Regions from separate parts of the Bombyx mori genome. Here region 2 is linked to region 1. The links are chromatin contacts, called in public Hi-C maps. All regions are on one chromosome and are shown on one strand. The core of a region is the stretch at or near the end of the contact, and the rest is flanking DNA. Distances in the headings are between cores, read along the strand shown.

Region 1 (6,532 bases), core at 738-3,237:
TGTTTCATTGCGACTCTATGCCCGTTCCCCCAATAGCTAATTACCATTTTGACTTCAGTGTGCTTAGTGCGAGTTTTGTTAATGTTCTCGATAGCGTAAAAGTTAATTTTGTATGCAGTTGGAACAGCGTCCCTAACGGCAAACGTAGGCAAACGATCCCATTCCATACAAATATGAGCTAACTTTTACGCTATCCAGAACGTTAAGAAACTCGCACTAAGCACACAGATATCAAATCTATATAAATAGACACATTGTAAGCTCACAAGCAAGCCCCAAAGTGGTTACCATCAGCCATTGATAATGGGTTAATGCTTTTAAAAAAAAAAATGAAATACCTATATGACGGTTGTGTGAAGTCTCGATGTAACGTGACTGTAGCATCGCCGGTTCGTCTGCGGTCACATTGAGAGCGATAAGCCACAGCAACGCTTGCTCGCAAATACATCAACTCGTCCTGAAGCTAAGCTATAGCTTACTATATAACTTAATGTACCTTTAGTTGATCGATGCCAAATTATCGATGTTATAATCTGACGTTATGAATTAATTTCCACAAAAACTAATTATGACGTGAAATGTTTTAGTCATTTCTTAATTTATTTCTTGTGCATTTTTTTTGTTTGTTTGTAACGTAATTCGAACTGTACCAGAGTTAATGGACGAACAAACAAACTAATTTTCATAGAATCAATTTATTAATATGTATACAGGCCGATAAAAATGTTATCTTAGATTTTCTATGGTAGACAAATTAGTAGATAAAGCTGTTATGTGATAAGTGTGGCTGTAAGAACGTGTATTTAATTTCTATATCTTCCCTTTATTGACATAATGATTTGTGTATTTAAATGTATTTGACCTAATAATGTAATCTTTGGTATTTTTTTCGCCAAATATACTTATAATTGTTGTTTAGAATCCTTTAGGTATCGAACAGGTACAAGTATCAGCGTATTTAATGAATTTCGTGTCGTAGTGGAGATCGCGTATTTTTCTGATGTATTTATCGAGTTCACAAACTTTATTCGTCTTAATAAAATCTGCGCCTAAAACTTACCTAATGTTGATACCTAGAATGAATTAAATATATACTATTATTATGTACTTATGGCTATATACCAACACGTTATATTGCGCTTTCCTATGTTAGTTTCGTAAGATATAAGCCAGTTAGCTTTAGTGATGGTTATATTTAATTTTGAAATTGAAGTTGTTTCAATAAATGATTTTAATTTTGATTTATTTATTTAATGTTTCTCCCATTTATATACGAGCAAAAAAGTTAATAATTTCCTAAAATATTACATGAAAAATAAAAATAATCCTCCGAAGGAAAACTTAAATCTTCTTTCTTCTTATTTTTTATTTTTTTATTGCTAAGGTGGGTGGACGAGCTCACAGCCCACCTGGTGTTAAGTGGTTACTGGAGCCCATAGACATCTACAACGTAAATGCGCCACCCACCTTGAGATATAAGTTCTAAGGTCTCAGTATAGTTACAACGGCTGCTCCACACTTCAAACCGAAACGCATTACTGCGTCACGGCAGAAAATATCCTCTAAAAAAATATATATATATATATCTATATATATAAAAATGAATTGCTGTTCGTTAGTCTCGCTAAAACTCTAGAACGGCTAGACCGATTTGGCTAATTTTGGTCTTGAGTTATTCGTGGAAGTTCAGGGAAGGTTTAAAAGGTGAATAAATATGAAAATGCTCGGAATTATATAAAAACAAACAATTTTGTTTTTTCTTTGATGTGTCCCCTGTCGAACGGATTTCTTTTGTTTTTTTTTTAAGTTTATTTTATACAAAATCGATTGAGGCGCTACGAAGTCTGCCGGGTCAGCTAGTCAAATAATACAACAATTTATAAAAAAAGAAAATCAAAATAAGATCTCATCATTGTAGTCGAAGTCTTTTAAACACGCATTATTAAAGATAACAAATGGAGGTTAGCTGCTACTACATATAAAAAAAAAAGAATCGTCAAAAAACGGTTCAACTAGAAAACAATTCTGAGGTAAAACACACAAAAAAGTTGATTTTATAACCTCTTCCTTTTTTTGAAGTCTGTTTTATACTGGTACTTAAATGACAAATTTAATCTAAGTTGAAAATAAATTATTTCTGAAGCAATTAAACATATATCATTCTGATAGGGTTTCTTTTATTTCCAGAATCCCAAAATTACTTGAAAGGGAAATTGAAAACGCTGCCTAATTAATTCTCTATAACTACATTTCTATTATTTTACGTAATCAAAAACAAAACATTTCAAATCACGTATTTGTACAAAAAACTAGATCGAGGTTACCGTAAAACATCCCTTGTTGTACTAGATAAATGTACATTGTTATTGTTAGTGTTTACGCTTGAACCTTGGTCGTGATGATAAGCGCGGGAATCGAATACACTGAAATAATTCGACCAGGGCTGGCCGGCTATCACTCAATGTCCGAAGACCGAATGAGCCGCACCGCTCGGTCAGTTTAACACCGCGAGTGACCGACTCTACTAACATTATCACAATTATAATGCTTTAAAAAAACAAATTAGGGTTGTGCGTATAAATATAACGGTAAGTTTTTTTATACTTTCATTTAAATGCTGCGAGTGAACAGAATATCTGAATATCAATTGTAAACACTATGTTGATTTGATGTGAGATTTTAATCGATATTTCGAACTCGAATATTATTGAAAACATTCATATTCATTTAAAGTATAATATTATTTAAAAGTATAGTATTATATTATTATATATAGTATTATAATATAAATTGATAAAGTATTGTTTGAAAATTATTAACAATTAAAAGTTTTTGTTTACTAAAAGTGCTGTGTATATATTTAACAATATTGTGTAATATTTAGGAACATTACTTATACAATCAACGCTTACTCTGAGCGACGGTTTGATAGAATGTTATCGAATACTGCAGGGTCAAAACAGATAGTCAAAGTCAAGACATGTGTCCGCATTTACGATAAAATACTGAATTTAAAGTTCGTCGAAAATAATTAGGTAATGTACATAATTAAAATACAATTTTAATCTAAACAGGTTTAATGTCCCTAGTTTGGTTGTGTATTCATCGAAACAGCGCAAATAAATCAGATACCTTGACCTAAGAAGGACCCTAACGAAAAATACTTTTTGAACTACTATATTTCACTGCACTATGTTTTCATAGATAATGTATGGCGATTTTGTCTTTTATCTTTTTGTATTCGTTTGTGGCATTATGGTCGCCGAGCGCTAAGAAAATAAAGAATGAAAACAGACTTTCTCCGGTCGAAAGCGCGGCAGCGAAAGTAAATTCGTCAAGCGAAGAAGCTGTAGCTACCAAAAGTGAAAAAAAAAGAAAACACCAAAAAGTTTTTAAAGAAATATCTTTCGTAATTCATGTCTGATATTAGTACAGTAGAACCTCGATAAATATAGATCAAGTGAAACGTTAAATAATTTGAGTTACATACTGAGGTTTTTACTTATTAAGGGTTTAAGTTAAGAAGTTTTTATTGGTTTATATTTTTACTTAAAGAGATCCTTCTTTTTTTTATTGCTCTGTGTGTGTGGACGAGCTCACGGCCCACCTGATGTTAAGTGGTTACCGGAGCCCATAGTCATCTACAACGCAAATGGCACCACCCACAGTTCTAAGGTCTCAGTATAGTTACAACGGCTGGCATACATATATAGGTATATGTACTTTATTTTATGATTAAAGGTACGTTTATTGAACTTTATTTTCTTTACATAAAAAAACAGAAATATTTTTGTTGTTTCAAACAATTCACACTTTCTACATCAATTTGATTTTCAATATTAAAATATTAATAAAGAAGAGAAAACACTATCATCTGTGTTACTGCATTGCTCTATAAAATATCGTGAAACACTTCACGATCTTTTGTAGCTTTCCTTGCTTCGCTGATAGATAAAATAGGTGAATCTTGTGGTTCGTCATTTAAACCTTCGTCTATATCATCAAAAACTCTTGCATTAGATGCCTTCAACTCTAAACTAAGGGCAGGCTTAGGGACCCCGGTAACCGTAATCGTCGAACTCGGCAATGAGAAACTCTTTGCCGAATTCGACGGGCAACCTAAGCCATGCATCAGCCAGCTGAGTTTCTCGCCGGATCTTCTCAGTGAGTCGCGATTCCGATCCGGTAATAGATTTATTCGCGAAGCAGCTGCTCTTGAGTTAAGTATCCTTTGGAGGCGCTCAGGCAGGTGTTAGCAAATCTCACCCCTCCTGGCTGAGCCTTTGCTCGCCCACCTGTCCTGGTGAAACAGGAAAGGCAACCGGGCCACCAGTAATCTTTCGTTCATAAAAAAAATAAATATGTTATCGTACCTTAGTATATTATTTACATTTGAAGCCAGTTGGTAAACACGTGTACCTAAGCGTAGTAGTTTTGCGGTAGGCAGCGGCTTGGCTCTGCCCTTGGCATTGCTGAAGTCCATGGGCGACGGTAACCACTCACCATCAGGTGGGCCGTATGCTCGTCTGCCTACAAAGGCAATAAAAAAAAAAGCACCTCGAGATTGTTCGTAGTACCTAGTATCTCGATGTGTAAGCATTAATAATGGTCTACAGGGAGCCTTTTTTGTTTGCACATTCATTTACAAAGACTCATTGATATATGATGGAAGTTGCAATGATCGTCGTCGTTACAACTTTGAGTTACTTAGGTGTAATGCCCAAATTCTTTGAACTTATAGAAAGTTCATATCTTAAGTAAAAGACGAGAAGAGGTTATGGACTCCGCGGAGAAGGGAACACAAAATTTTATGAAAATACTCGTGAATATAGAGGTTATTACGGTATCGAAGTTTAAGTTATCAAGGCTCTATTATTATAATAAAAAAATCAACATTGCAAATAAATATATTTCATATGGCATCACCATACTTTTATAGTTTTATAGGCTGTGGTTATACAAGAAACATCGTTAAAAATAAGTGGTTTTCACCACCATAAAATGATCACCTTAAAAATAATTTAAATGCTCACAACTTTGATTATATACACGTGTACATAATCAAAGGATCGCAAGGAATAAATGAGAAAAAAATTATTACCTCTGAGGATCTTAACAACAAATCTCCAGATATCCATCTGATTAATTCAAATACAAACACGACCTCCGCGAGGTACTGTTTTATAATACTACGTACGCCCATATTTGCTTATTTTCCTACCTGATTCAAATTTCGTATCACGATTCTGCAGTAAGCAAAGCATTAATTTTTTACCGACTTTGAAGGCAGGCAAATGCTTGTTTGTTTTTAATTTTTAGGTTTTACATTTAAATTTTTTTTGTTATTACCTTTCCTTTTAAAGACTAGAACGGTCGGTCGATGTAATAATATACTTTAATTATTGTCAAGACTGTCTGTGATATTCTCGTTGTGGAAACAACAGGCTGGTAGAGCTGAACTTGCCTAACTTCGTTAATATTATATAATGATTACTTGTTTATTATAAACAAATCCAAATACATATTTTTTTCCTTTATTATTGCATTTCTGCGTTTTGCCTTGTCAGCGTTATTGCGTTATGAATAGATTTCCGCTTATTAAACATATCATTTCTGGACAAAAACCTTTAAGAAACGAGGTCGAATAATGAAAATAGGTAAATTAATTTATTAAATGGGAAAAAGACCAAGATTGTGTTATTGTTAAAATTGAATGAGAAACTCAATGAAATACAACTCGTTTAAATGATGCAAATATTTAACAAGCAACTTATATTGTAGTTTAATCCAAAAGGTTTTGTTATATTTTCTGCTTACGTAAATATTTTTTGAGCTTTACTTAAAATTCTTATAAACATAAAGCAGATACGAACTTTGGTGAGACGGTGTACCTACCAGTCATAAGAACGGGAGGTATGAAAATAAATTAATCCTCATTAGCATTGAGGGTAGTCAGTAGTCGTAGCAAAATTTTGTTGTTTCTATTCGATGGTTGGGGATGGTTCACAAAAATGTTTCCCGCTTGTGATTTACAAACTTAATTTAAAGAGATCTGAATCATTTGATAACACAAAATTTAATATTAATTACTTTCCACAGTATGAGTTCTTGATAGTATGATTTTTTATGCTACCCGATAGCATTTAGATGCCGATAGATTTTGGGTAAAAAACACGTTTTCGGCAGACGTGTTATGATGATGATGCCTTAGGGTGTACTTACAATACGCCATACGATAAGTAAATGGTAGACGATCACAATACGCCACTGCGTATTTTCTGGTGAAACCACAGGAAGAAATGAGGTGAAGAATACTTCCGACTTACGTTAAAGTAATTCCATAACAAACCTTTAGTTTGGTTACGGGAGAAAGTCCGCGTCTAAATACTTAAATACTAAGTTTAAATACTATGCTCAAAGTCAATAACATTTATTATAGCCGTATTTAGATGAAAATTGTCTAACAACCCATAAATCAATTCGTGATAAAGCTTAGGCGTACATAATAGTTACCTAATAGATTTTCGTACTT
Region 2 (5,908 bases), core at 2,935-5,434, 35 kb before region 1:
CTCGCTAACCGCAAGCAACAACAGTCTTACCAGTATTGGGTAAGTACGTTGAAAATTAAGTCGATATCTCTGTGTCTGTTTTTAGGTGTAACGTTCATAATCGTTGCTGTACTATACGTACCTACCAGACCTAGTAGACCTAGCGTCAGACAGGCCGTGACCTCGTTCAATAGAACCATTTTAGCCCCCTATAAATGATACCGTATGTTCCATGGGGAGTGCTCTGAGGAATTGTTCGAGATGATACCGGCGTCTCGTTTTTACCATCGCACCGGCCGCCACCGGAGTAGAGTTCATCCATACTACCTGGAGCCACTGCGGTCATCCACAGTGCGTTTCCAGAGGTCTTTTTTGCCACGTACCATCCGGCTATGGAATGAGCTCCCCTCCACGGTGTTTCCAGAGCGCTATGACATGTCCTTCTTCAAACGAGGCTTGTGGAGAGTTTTAAGCGGTAGGCAGCGGCTTGGCTCTGCCCCTGGCATTGCTGAAGTCCATGGGCGACGGTAACCACTCACCATCAGGTGGGCCGTATGCTCGTCTGCTTACAAGGGCAATAAAAAAAAATACAAGTGTATGTAATGTTTAAAAAGGTCTGAATAGCAATGAGTTTATTTATTTAAAGTCATAATTTGGAAAACACCAAGAAGTCCCTCACCCCTTCTAACCTTTAAAATGTCAGACGCAAAAAACAAAATTGGAATTGAAAATAATAGGCTCTGTTGTGATCAAATGTGAATCGTTAATGACATCGTACTTAATTCAATGTAAAGAGAGCCCAAAAAACAATTATTCTAGAGGACACCGATTCTCATTACTATGTTAATAATTTCTACATATCTTTTTATTAATTTACTAGCTAACCGGGCACACTTCGTAGTGCCTCAATCGATAAATAAAAGACCTAAGCTTTTGTATAAAATAAACTTTAAACAAACAAAAGGAATCCGTCCGACGGGGGACACATCAAAGGAAAAACAAAATTGTTATTTTTATTTAATTCCGAGCATTTTCAAATTTATTTAACCTTTTAAACCTTCTCTGAACTTCCACAAATAATTCAACACAAAAATTAGCCAAATCAGTCCAGCCGTTCTCGAGTTTTAGCGCGACTAACGAACAGCAATTCATTTTTATATAATACTAGCTGACCCGGCAAACGTTGTGTTGCCTTAAATAAGATTTCTACGGAAATTCTACTCTAGAAAAAAAAACCCTCATTTAACCACATAATACCTCATTATATAAAAAAATATATATCCAAAAAAATTAAATAAAAAATAAATGTTTGGGGTGGACAACCCTTTTCACTTAGGGGTATGAAAAATAGATAGTAGCCGATTCTCAGACCTACTAAACATACTATTGATACACAAATAAAACCAAAAAACATGGCTGAAAAATGTATAGTGAGTAGGACAGGAGACCGGCTTTGTCCTCATCCCTACTACGTGATATTTGCTGGATAAGAGGTGACACCTGGCGCAGATAAATGATCGATTGATAGTTGATCCGTAGTCGACCGGCGCGGGCGGGAGATCAAATTCAATTTGAAAAAAAACATAATTAAAGGAACTTGAAATTATAAACTCTGAATAAGAATTTATCATCCTACAATTATAATATTTGATTGCCATCTTGCAACCTTATTGCGGATCTGTGCATAGAATAAAAAAAATATTAATCGGGATGGAAAAATAGGGGTTGATCGTATAAGAGTGAAAATTGAGAGTAATATGATAATTTTTATTTTAAGTCATGACAAAACAAAATAAAAAACTTGCCAAAAAAATTAAAGTTTATAATTAACAAATAAAAAATAGGGGTAGATCTTAGAGGGGTGAAAATTTCAGAGTAATATGAATTTTTTTTATTCTACGTCATGACAAAATAAAAACAAAATTCTCGCAAAAAAATTTAAAGTTTTTAATTAGCTAATAAAAAATAAGGGTTGATCGTAGAAGGATGAAAATTTAGGGTTGTATGTATTTTTGTATGTTGTATCATAAAAAAATAGAAATTAAAAATTTTGTCTAAAAAATAAAATAAAAAATTTAGGGGTGGACTACCCCTAACATTTAGAGGGATGAAAAGTAGATGTTGGCCGATTCTCATAGATACTGAATAAGCACTAAAAATTTCATCAAAATCGGTCAAGCCGTTTCGGAGGAGTATGGCAACGAAAACTGTGACACGAGAATTTTATATATTAGATATAGATAGAAGATAGATAATTCTGGATATCGTGTAAACTAACGTCATCTGATTAAAATCGACTCACATCCTAAACACTCGAAAGAATCCCAAAATTTAAGCTTTACGTCTTGACAATGATCAAATGGAAAGTGAGTAATTTTGAAAACAATTGAAAAACGTAAAAATCAACACAGTCGCTATTACGAGCTATACGTCAACATGTAATCAAATACCAATGCACATAAACAAGACTGTTCAATTATTGTGTATTCATAGAACAATGAACAAAAGACATGTTGACAGTAGCGACAAAATGCAAAGAATTGAGGCCAACACGCGTATTCAGTGAAGAATATACAACAACAAGAAACCGATTAGGCAGAGATTCCAAGGAGAGCCACTACCTTTTCAAATATGGATGTGACTGGTATCTATCTCTGTATGCGGCGTTCTCGGGAAAACGTTCACTAGACCAAAAATGTCAACCTAGTTTTAGTAGAATCTACAGATTTCTCTGTACTCACGACGAATTAGAAAATAGCATTTTTTGCGACTTAGATCGCTTATATTCGCGTTCAGAAATATTATTATTTTATTCATTCTCTATGACAAATTTCTTAAAAAAAAAGGTTTCTCTAGAAAAATCTAGAAACTCCTAAACTAATTCAAGTTTTCCTGTTCACTTTGTTTATTCTTAAATTATTGTTTTTTTTTTGTTTACTATGATAGTAACTAGTTGCGGCTGCTATATTTGTTGTAAGCAATTGGTGACTTGACAACTGTTAAATGTATTGACTATTGAAATTGCTTGCACATTCTATGTCGTACGTTGATAGCATGACCTGTAACCTTCTTTGATGTGGCAGAAACAACTATATCAAGCACTGACAGAATCATATAACTAAGAACTCATTTAACATCAATGAACGTTCCAACCTTTTTCTTCAAGCGCATTAATGTTTGAGTCGCATTCAGTTACCTTAGCGGTTGCATGCGAATGGAAGGCATTGGAAGGTTCGGCATAACGCGTAATAAATATTTAATGACTGTGAGTGTTAAATTAACCTTTGTGATATCATGGGTAGCGCGAGTAGTCTGATAAAAAAATATATTTAATGTAAATGCTGATAGCCTTGAGAGGCTATTTCTTTCGCTTGGCGTGTAGGTAAGCTCACGGGGCTCTAACCAGGAGTGTTGCTATCACTGGCCCTACTAAGAGCAGTGCTTCGCAGAATCTACCACCGGATCTGGCAATAAAGTTTAAGAGCTGAACTCTTTCTTCGCTAGTAATAATCCCAACACGGTTTTATCATTACAATATCGTCAATTCGCACCGAAATCAAAATATACGAAACACAAACAAACATTGACCAGCAAAACAGACTTTCGTATTTTATGTGTGTGGATCGTAACAAATCTTATTAACAGGAAATGTTATGCGAAAGCTATTTGAATGAAACGAGAACAAATTGCGTGAAATTTAATCAATTGAAACTCGATTATGTGTTCACATAAAATATTACGTATTACATATTTTGCTATTAAAGTTTTGCTTAAATTACGAAATAAATAATCATCATAAATATGGCTTTATGTACAGCTTAGGTATCTGGAATTATTTTAACCGACGACATGCTCTATTATTATCGTTTAAATTCTAAAGCTTTTAAGGTCAACTTAATCACGGCTCAAGTTTCTATTTATTGCAGTAAATGTGGGCCCAAGGTTGGTCCAAATGGTTATATTACGTCAACAATTTAGGAAACTACTGAAATTATCTGGCATCAAATAATCATAAATTAATTTTTACATAGACTGTAATGAATCCAGCAAACAAAAGTACATGTCATATTAATGTTATTTGATAACTGCACATACTGCGAACTGAACTAGATCTATGTTGTGGAACCGTTACAGACTTAGATCAAAGTAATTAAGTGGATAGTCGGTACGTGTAGACCTCCGTGTACAACAACAATGCACAAACACAACAATAGACATCCTATCGCCTTCTAAAATTCAATGCCTGAGATGGGATTTAGTTACAGAATAACCAGTATCATTTCTCACGTAATAAACCTAAAACAATCTCTATTTTCTGACGAGCCTAACTGTATTCCAATCTGAATCTGTGTGACGACGTTCCTTTGGGTCTTCGGTGCGCAACTAACTGTAAAACTATAATAAATCAAAGATTACGACTGCCCAAGTGACAGCTGCCGAAAATCGGCGGCGATTACGAAATGACGAAACTGTCAAACTTAACCGAAGCGGCCGTGTTTCGTAACATTTGCCGCGCTGTACGAACGCAGAATTTTCAAGGTAGATTTTACGGAGAGCTTTGTGTGTCGAAAGGTCCTTGCTCCATGAGGTAATCAGATAAAGCGAGTGGCGCAGCTGCTCCGGGGCTTCGCTTCGGTTCATCTCTCGTTGTGCCGGCGTCCGCGTGCCAGCATTGCCAGAGTGTTAGTCTGTAACTCGGCGCGCACGCGATCGTACGTAATAGGGCACCACACGTGCTCAACTCGCCCTACGCAGATTTCGCTATACGATCGAATTTATCTTCCGAATTTTAATACTTCGATTAAAGGTTCACTGTACGCTTAGAATCACATTATTGATTGTTATTGAGACTTGTTTATACTGTGGCTTAGTGAGAAACTGTTGTTTAGTGTTTTCCTGAGAATCTAAAAATAAGGGTAAAGTTTGAACTTGATACTTATCAGGTTTACCGTAAATTATACACTCAATTTGGGCATTAAGCAGGGCGATGATAGATCAATTAATCTAATTAGGATTAAATGTCTGAGCAGAGCTATTTTACTTAACCTATTTATTATAATCGTTTTCAACTATTTGGATGTTTCAATTGAACAGAACGTAAATTGCTGCTCTTAAAATAGCTGAAATTAATTATCATGGTTCATTGACACGCATTGCATTTTAAATAACAGCAACAAAGGATTTCGTTCCAGTAGGTATATATTATGCTCTTCGGTCCGGTGATAAAAATATAACAACATTGGAAAGTGTAGAAGATCATGTAATGTTTGTGATGTGCGGAAATAATTTATTTATCCTAGAGAAACGTGCAAATACGGTATAACTTTAAATTTCTATAGCAAAAAGTATAGCAATTGCAAAAGTTTCAATGGGAAGAAGCCGTGTATGAATTGGTTTTGAATTACCTATTAAAGTAAGTGGATACTTTAATTGGGTTCATGAAATGTGCGTGGATAGTGCAGTGGTGTCTACTAAAACACATTATATTATAGTGAAAACAGCCGATAATTTTCAATTTCCAAATATGTAATCTGATTCTTAAGTCCGTTTGCTAAATAATCGCCTAACATCGGCGTTGCTTAATCTATTGATCTAGGAGTACTCCCATATACGAAAAATCTATTTATTGAAGGTATCTGTAAACGAATTGCTATTCGAGTATCGACAACGAACTGATACTATTTCTCATATCAGCTATCACACGTAATCAGCTAAAGTAGTGCATCGTATGATTCATGGATTACTCCGTTATTGTTTTTATCCATCCAGCCTTGCTATACAAGATACAATCCAATTTTCGATCTTAAAACTGACGTCAGAAAGTTGATAATTCCTTAATTTGTTTTTGGTATTCCATAAAACGCCCCTAGTTTTGGGCACGCTGCGCAAAATGGAATTGTTGTCTGAGCCGGTTTCCATGGCAACGTTG

What was found. Hi-C and Micro-C count contacts between places; a contact is called where the count stands out from the background.
Region 2: a contact with region 1 is called in a Hi-C map of whole pupa, with 2.1 times the contacts expected there. The contact joins the enhancer-like site here to the promoter of LOC101744812 in region 1. A contact is called at or near these places in 2 of 7 Hi-C or Micro-C datasets (posterior silk gland and whole pupa).

Annotation. Positions count from the first base shown.
Region 1 is chr9:11,156,172-11,162,703 of ASM3026992v2, reverse strand. It overlaps LOC101744812, which reads left to right and starts at 1,987. Exons shown (of 9, transcript XM_038013092.2): 1 at 1,987-2,588. It overlaps LOC101744958, which reads left to right. Exons shown (of 22, transcript XM_038012741.2): 22 at 1-1,241.
Region 2 is chr9:11,194,092-11,199,999 of ASM3026992v2, reverse strand. LOC101744958 reads left to right here. Exons shown (of 22, transcript XM_038012741.2): 16 at 1-39. Among protein-coding and RNA genes, the nearest start is that of LOC105842338, 8.2 kb to the left of the region's middle. Within about 2 kb of position 4,184, at least 8 of the 8 cell types and tissues checked have open chromatin away from gene starts, as enhancers often do.